3 separate regions of the Danio rerio genome follow, and regions 1 and 3 are each linked to region 2. Evidence: chromatin contacts called from public HiCAR-type data. All regions are on one chromosome and are shown on one strand. The core of a region is the stretch at or near the end of the contact, and the rest is flanking DNA. Distances in the headings are between cores, read along the strand shown.

Region 1 (2,824 bases), core at 213-2,712, 160 kb before region 2:
AAACTTAATTAAGCTAATAGTTAAAGTAAGCAAATGTGTTATGGTTTATTGTATTGTTTTCATGTTTTTTATTATTTGTATTAAAATAAATGTTGAATAAGAACATGTTTACATTGGATTTTTTTTTTTTTTTTTTTGCAGCGTTCCATATGTTTTGACCCTAAAAGCACCCTATGACCCACTGTGGTTGCAAGCTTAAACAAAGACTTGAGCCCTTTGCACAAGAAATATTGCAGTAGGGAGCATCAAGGAGTCGCCGAGAGGATCAAAACAATAACAGGCAGGGAGGTGGACAAAGTGTTGAGCAAACAAAGCCAGATGCATGTGAGCAATAGATAATGGCAAAATGAATGACTGGCTAATCTACTCACATGATGAGGCAGTGTTTAAAGTTTTGAAAATGTATTTTATATTAAGGATACATTAGAAGGTGCAATGCAATAACAACAAAGTGTTCAGATGTAGGCATACTGTACATCAGATGATTTCTAGCAAAGGTAAATATAAAGCCATAACACTGTTTTCTTTCCCAAAATCATACAGCTGATGACATGGAACAGAATTTTCCTGTTTTTGTTAGTTTTCTAAAAGAACAGTCCCTTTTCATAGCTTTGTCTAGAGATGTTTGTCTTTTATTTCTTAAATCAATAATGCATCATAGCATATGCCTAAGAATGACACGTTTTGTTTTATTTATTTATTTATTTTTTTTTTGGAAGTGCAGAGTTATGTCTGCCTATGTGATCAATAGGGATAGAAATGGGAGATAAAGGATACTGTCGTCTGGGGTCTAGCCTCACCTCTGTCTACATAAAACAAAGAATTTCTCGTCTTCTATGTAAGAAGATAAAATCAGTATTTAAATGAAACATGGGCTGCAGACTTTAACAATCGTTGTCTGAACACAGTAAAACTTTCATTAACATGTCAACTAAATTTACTGTTTATTTAGAGAAAAGTTGAAGCAATTTCTTTGATATGTGTTAATGTTCACTTGAAACTAATGCGTAACAATACTGCAAATATTAAATTTTATATTATACACTGACAATAAAGTATCAATCAATTGCTCAATTCTTACTTATATATTGTCATGTAGATTATACTAAGAATTGTTTTCTGTTAAGAACAAAAGTAATAATAGAGAACATATTTAACATATTCCTAAAGAGTTTTAATATCACTTAAAAGCCAAAAAGCTAAGCCTCTCCAGCCATATGTCCAGGAATACAGCTATTTAAATGTAGTTAAGACGTGCTGATTACATAAACTACATTGACAAAAGAACAAAAGGTCCAAGTTTTTAAGTTACTACAGTGACCACAAAATATAACACACATACCGTCAAATAATCCTGTCCTCGTAAAGATGCTGTTTCGTGCAGTCAGTCTCTTTAAAGCAGCGCAGGTATCTCCAGTGACTGTACTCTGGTCTGAACAAGCGGCTGCCGCTGAGCGCTTTCTGGGTCAATACAGGGATTACACACACACACACATACATAAAGACAAGCAGCGAGAGGGGCGGAGCGACGTCAACTCCGCCTCTCCTAAGCTCTCATTGGTTATCCCTGTCATCACAGACGTCACTAGCCAATTACTCACATGGCCTTCGGTTTTATGGGCACTGGCAAAGAAACTCTTCAGCAATCACACCAACTAAAACAAAACTGAAGAGTGCTGCTTGTTGTTTAAAATGACCTCGCAAAAGCTAATTTAACAAAATAGACAGGTTTTGTTGTACATTTGGAATGAAGTAGCCTATTATGAATTATTTATCAGTTCACAAACTCCACGTGCTCTTAGCCTATAATTATTTATTAAAATAACTTCCTTTCCCTCTTAAATCTTATCTCTGCTCTGCTGACTTTAAATGGCGTGATGGTGGGTTCAACCTTCCACTCACTTCAGCAAAAGATGATCCTATTTAATCGATTCCCCATAAACAAAATGTTTCCTTTATTATTTTTTCTTGTTCAAAAAACTGTTTCATGTTGAAATATATTGATTTACTAACATGAACAAAAATAGTAAGATTTGCTAACAGGTGAATGATAAGTTAAACAAGTTTGTTCATGTTAACTCACTGTGCATTAGTTAATTTTGAACTCATTTATTTATTCATTCATTTTCTTTTCAGCTTAGTCCCTTTATTAATCTGGGGTTGCCACAGGGAAATGAACTGCCAATTTATCTAGCACATGTTTTACGCAGCGGATGCCCTTCCAGCAACAACCCATCACCGGAAAACTTATTTTGAACTATGATTAAAAAATACCTTACATTCACACTTAGTTAATGTTAGTAAATGCATTAACATTAAGTAATGGACCATTATTCTAAAGTGGTACCTGTAATTATTTTCCTCACAGTTTCAATTTTGTATAATTTTATGTCTTAGCAAACATCAGTTAGGGGAAAAAAGACTATTGCAACTTCCATTTCAGGCCATTTTAAAAGGCTTTACCAAGAGGATGTGCACAATTATCAATATTCCCAACTCGTTTCAGACAGGTACTTTTAGGTTGACCTCTTTTAGTTTGGTGCTCTTATCTAATGCACATCAACAGAAAATGGACAGAAAGCAGGTCATAATCTTGTCTCTTATGTAAATGGCATATTTACCATTTTAAAGAAAAAGACTGTGAAAAAACAGGAAAAAAAAAAAAAAAAAAACTTCCGATGGCATTAAATGTGCAAATGGATACAACAGACTGCCAGAACAAAATGAATGCCCACACATTTCTTTACACTGTAAGCTGTGCAATACCAGTCTGCATTTATATAATAAAGTGTACATTTCTTATGAACATAATATGGATATAGTC
Region 2 (2,958 bases), core at 422-2,921:
ACCCATCACTAGGGAAACACCCATATACTCTCATTCACACACAAACACTAGGGCCAATTTAGTTCATCAATTCCCCTATAGCGCCTGTGTTTGGACTGTGGGGGAAACCGAAGCACCCAGAGGAAACCCACGCCAACACGGGGAGAACATGCAAACTCCAAACAGAGACACAAACTGACCCAGCAGAGGGTCGAACCAGCGGGCTTCTTGTTGTGAGCCAACAATGTTAACCAATGAATGAGCCACCGTGCTGCTTCATTAATTAACTATTGTGCTTTAAAACCAGGCCGTTCAGTTTTAATGTCCAACTCCTGTAGATGTGTACTTTTATTTTATATATTTATATATTGTAATAATAATAGGTTATTCACAGAATGTTCTGCTGCTGTTCATCTGTTAGACAAATCAGTTTTTTTAGATCAATCTCAGCCTTACACATGCAAAAACATGTGTGGTCATGCTTAGTCATTTTGTTGTATAATTGAGTTTAATAAGAGTGAGCTTAAGAGTTCAATAATTTTCTAATAAATATCCACTGTTTCTCTACATTAACATTGATTCATTGTCATTTCCACCACCACCCTGTAATTTCCATTACGACACACATTTAAAAATTTTTTTTTAATTAATTAAAAAGTTCTGATCACACATTAAAAGCATATTTACAATGTTTGAGTTCATGCTCTATTTAATATACAAATTCAGTTTATTTATTTTCTAAAAAAGCTCTTAACCAAATTAAAAATTTAGAGTGTGACAGGTGAACAATTCGGCATTTGGTCCTAACGGACTAATTTATTTCATTAACAAATTTAGAATTATTGTATACATTGTGGCAAGATTGGTTAAACTAGATTTTTTAAAAAAATGATCTTGGACAATGTTTGACTGCCATAATTTATTTCAATTTGAAATAAGCTGTATATTGAGATGTGGAGGAAATGACATATCTTCACAATGGGAAAAAAAAAAGTTAAATATGAACAATTTCTCTTCTTATAAGTTTGTCCTCTTACAGATCTTAAAACTAGACAAATTGTAAAAACTTATGAGGCTATGCTTTTTTTACTCAACTTCACAAGGTTAAAAGTGCCCATAGTTAAAGAATTGCCCAAAAATGTAATTAAACTATTAAAAAGTTATATATTATTTTAGTTGCAAATTCATTTTGAGAAACAAATAATGTAAAACGTTTTACAAGATGCTTTATATGTATTTTTTCTTGTTTTGCATCAAGAAAAAATATAGAAAAGGAGATTGAGTGATGTAAGAAAAAATACAGCAAAATAAATCAATTAATACTCAATTAAAGTACAAACTTTTGGGCCATGGCTAGAATTGCTTAGGGCCCCCAAATCACTAAATCTGCTCGTCAGTTATTTTATTTTAAAGGCAGTGATTGATAAGAACTTATAAATCACTAAACAGAAAAGTGATCAATAAGTGAGAAAAAAATGCAACTTTTAGAATAAAATATCAAACGGCATTTATAGATTTTTGCATCTAAACTTAATATGCTTATCTCCAAGTAATTGTTTGGTTATACCATTTTAGTATGTCTGCTATTCATTGTGTAATATTTTAATGCATGGCCTAGCTAGACTTCCGTACGCAAGAACAGTAGCCCAACGAAATGTCGTTTTCTATTTTCAAAACGCGCATCCGGCTTGCCGTATTTGTTCCGCTACACCGGGTCTAGCGGCACGTGTTGTGGAACAGCAAGCAAGAGAAGCGCGAACACGTTTATTGTAACTTTACACCCACAGTTCTTGTGTTGTGGACATCGGCGTATACCTGTCGCTTCAAGCCAGTCAAATATATTTCAGTAAACATCCAAAAACATATCTTCAAAGCGTAAGGTAAGTAGCTCGTTTCTTAGCGTTGTTGTTGAAATCGTGTTCGTAGCGCATACCTACAGAGACAACACAGCACTTGTATACAGACTGTGTAATTAAATGTAAAAAGAGTTGTAGCCCTTATAACTCTTAAATGTTTAACAAACTCCCGTTCTTTTGTTATCACATGGTACAAGTTCGATAGCATGAATTATAACGTTAACGTTATATGAACACATTACTCGTATATAGCCTAGCAGTGATGCATTTCAACTTTATTTACAATAGTATTTAGTTACTACCACATGTTTTAAGATGAATGAGTTTTTGTGTTAGATTGGTGTAAAAGCTGCCAATAAATAATAAAATAAATAATAAATCCATAACAAAAAAAAATGAAAGAAACAATTCAGCTTAAACAATTTAAACTTATCGACGTTAGATTTTGTCAGGGATCCACATTTTCTCATTGTCTACAACCTCATCAGTTGACTGTAAATGTGTTTTGCAATGTTCCATGCTAAGAAACTCTGTAAGATTTGTGTATCTGGAATGAACTATTCATCTCTGACTCTACGATGTTTGATGCTTAATAAAACCTAAAACGTAACTTAGTCTTGTCACTGTTATTGCTGAACAAAGAAGTCTAGTTGAATGATTTCTCAGATCTGCTTGTTTCTTCAGATATTGCTGTTTCATCAGTTACTTTAAAGTGTTTGCTTATTAGATGGAGTTTGGCCATGTACAATTGGACTTGGTTATAGATTTTAGTTAAAAGATTGTCAAAATTGCTTTTAAGAAGAAACCAAATAAATCAGTGCTACACCCTCCAAAGATTGAGGTTTTCTGTTAATTTAGGCAATCAACCCCAGTTGACTTTTTTATAAATCGTTAGAACAATAAGAAGGATTAAAAAAAATAGGTACCAATGTAATCAAGTAATACCTATGTCTCTTAGTTATGCTTTGTGGTCTTACACAAGAAACTGAACCAACCTTTACCAGTCGATGTTCATCTGTCTGTCTGTTTCTGTCTGTTTGCTGAAACCAATAGACCCTTTAGGTTTTCACATTTTTGAGTTTCTCAGCAGCAGAAGTCGTTATAGTTGGGTAAAACTTAGAGT
Region 3 (2,749 bases), core at 17-2,516, 210 kb before region 2:
CTTATGCTAAAGAATCATTCAAACGCTAGCTCTGAAGTGACGTTGGTGAAGTAGCAATGGTTTCTGAAGTTCTGACGTTAGCTGCAGATGTAAATGAATGGCAGAAAGTAAGTAGTTCCTCATACAAATGAATTTTTAGAGTTCCATGTTTGATTTTCCTTTTTATATACATGATTATGCCATTTATCTGTTGTATAACAGCAATATCACACTCATAGAAGTGTGATATGGCTGTATATCATCACTGGTGGGGCACTAAGGCATTGCTGATATACAGCCATATCGCAAAATATTGCATAATCTGCCAATCGGGTAAGCAAAATAATCTCATCACAAAATAATCTTATCACAAATGCTTACCCCATTGGCAGATTATTTAGCTTGATTTGAGGAAAAACTCACTTCATTTTGGCATATTATTTCTTAAATCAAGACAATATGTTTTGCTTGTCTAGAAAATGCTTCTTGGTTTAAGAATTTGTATATATTTGGACTAGAAACAAGACAAAAAATCTAAGTAAGAAAAGCATTTTTTTACGAGTATACGAGTGTGATATTGCTCATTTGATGTATGTCAAATGAAAAGCATCCACAATTCTGGCTGTGTCTGGCAACTTAAAAAAATAAATAAATACTGGGAAAGGTTTAATACATCTATTAAAAAAAAAAAAAATATATATATATATATATATATATATATATATATATATATATATATATATATATATATATATATATATATATATATATATATATATATATATTTACACAATATAAATTTACACATTTAGTAATACTATGGTAAATTAATATTTTAATTAACATAGTCACAGTGCACACTTGTGTTATGGTGTTACCATATAGCATAAATATACCATGGTCCCACCAACATATCTTCTGAAGGCTTAGAAATGAGAGTGGTAATCAAAAAAATAAATAAATAAATTAAATAACTCAGTTATTTTATGTCACTTATTTTATTTTCTGTTCTTTTTGTAGAAATAGAAAATCTTTGGAGTAACAGCAATACCAGTATATTGTGTGTGTGTGTGTGTGTGTATTTGTGGACTTGTAATGGGAAAATGTGCTTCTACTGTGGAGGCGTATTTACAGTAGTGTTTATGTAGGGGTGTATATGTATATACTTGAGCCTCATGAGTAACGCAGCTGTATTCTCTGAGCACGCACACATTTGCATGGCTGAGTCAGCATGCTTGCTTGCATCATAAATTCCCCGCTCTGTCATTGGCCGCCGATATGACTCACAGCTTGGCTGCGTGGGAGGCACACAATACCTGCGGACTTCAACACACTTGAATGTGTGTGAGAGAGTGTGGAGTTACCTCTGGGGGTTTGTGCGCTGGTTCGCTTTCCCAGACAGTGAGTGGGTGATGGCCTTTGGGAAAAGATGGGAGCTGTACCTCAGAAGCAAAGGGTGCAGGGAATGAGTCACACTGGCACTTCAGGACTCCCCCACGATTCCTTAGTCGTCCATTACACTCCATTCAACACTCAGTTGGATTAACTGTGTTAATAGCATGGTCTTCTCACACTGTGTTATGCAATGATGAACTAATTTAAATTGTTTAATTTAGGATCAGGGATGACTCTATGGTTTTCATGGTTTTATTTCTTTATTGCAGTATTTCACTGTTACATGCACTGGTGTGACATTAAGGACTGAATAAAAAATACATATATATATATATATATATATATATATATATATATATATATATATATATATATATATATATATATATATATATATATATATATATATATATACAAGAGTGACACATTCCTTTAAGCCCCTATTATTGGTTTTTAAAAATGACCATCCATGTATTTTGTAACAGCACAAATTAAATGAAAACATCCAGGTTTATATCTGAAAAGCTATTGATTCTTTAACGAAATAGTCGACTCAGAGTTAAATAAATGAATCCTGTTGGCTTCAGATTTTTTACTTGATGCATCAACGTCGATATGGTACATCACAAAATATGAAGTGCCGGATCCGGTAAAATGTCAACGCACCTTTACCTTCAGACACTAGGAGAGCATGGTGGATCACAGGACTTATCATGACTAGAAGATGATGATCTCTGACAGATGGAGATTCGGCTGCGCAGAATAAAGTGTTAGACTTAATTTTCACAACAATACCACAGTGTAGCCAACCTAGTGCTATGTTTGTTCCTGTGAATTTTATGATTTTTGAAACAATAACCTATGTTCCAATGAGGGACTTATCGGCCATTTGCTATACAAGGAAGGGACAGCAGAAACTTTTATGTATGGGACTTTGTCAGACTTTGACAGGCTATTTCTCAGTAACTGTTACATGGACCAGTTTCTTCTTCCTCCTGATCATAACACAGGGTATATGCAGGAATCCTAAAGGAAATTTCAATACCTAAGACTTTTGAAAGACTATCTTAGAATATTTTAAGACTCATTGCCACTTCAAGTTCTAATCACTATCAAACCTGTAACTTAATTAACAGCTGCTAATAAACAAATGAATGCAGCACAACCGTGCAACAAAACTTAGATACGCTCAGAAGATTTAAACCTTAAAAGAATAAACTACTTGGTTGTTTTCAGTGACAGGATTCAGCCACTGTTACCATACCAGGAGTATGCAAACTTGCATTATCCCAATTTGCTGTCTGCTTTGCTCTATGGCAGGGCTATTCAATTAGTTTGTCTTAGGGGCCAGTTCTTGAAAAGCATTCCAAATGAG

What was found. HiCAR-type assays count read pairs that join an accessible place to other places.
Region 1: a contact with region 2 is called in a HiCAR-type map of caudal fin, with 4 times the contacts expected there. The contact joins the promoter of cited4a here to the promoter of ctps1a in region 2. A contact is called at or near these places in 2 of 18 Hi-C or Micro-C datasets (caudal fin and hematopoietic stem cells) and 3 of 4 datasets of contacts at active chromatin or transcription factors (caudal fin, embryo and gastrula embryo).
Region 3: a contact with region 2 is called in a HiCAR-type map of caudal fin, with 10 times the contacts expected there. The contact joins the enhancer-like site here to the promoter of ctps1a in region 2. A contact is called at or near these places in 8 of 18 Hi-C or Micro-C datasets (caudal fin, embryo, hematopoietic stem cells and 1 more) and 3 of 4 datasets of contacts at active chromatin or transcription factors (caudal fin, embryo and gastrula embryo).

The regions. Positions count from the first base shown.
Region 1 is chr19:17,012,800-17,015,623 of GRCz12tu, forward strand. It overlaps cited4a (Cbp/p300-interacting transactivator, with Glu/Asp-rich carboxy-terminal domain, 4a), which reads right to left and starts at 1,463. Exons shown (of 2, transcript NM_001044982.2): 1 at 1,343-1,463.
Region 2 is chr19:17,173,702-17,176,659 of GRCz12tu, forward strand. It overlaps ctps1a (CTP synthase 1a), which reads left to right and starts at 1,672. Exons shown (of 19, transcript NM_199211.2): 1 at 1,672-1,859.
Region 3 is chr19:16,963,970-16,966,718 of GRCz12tu, forward strand. No RefSeq gene overlaps it. Among named protein-coding and RNA genes, the nearest start is that of cited4a, 49 kb to the right of the region's middle. Within about 2 kb of position 1,267, at least 49 of the 62 cell types and tissues checked have an H3K27ac peak or open chromatin away from gene starts, as enhancers often do. A contact at or near this core is called in caudal fin, where this site is marked.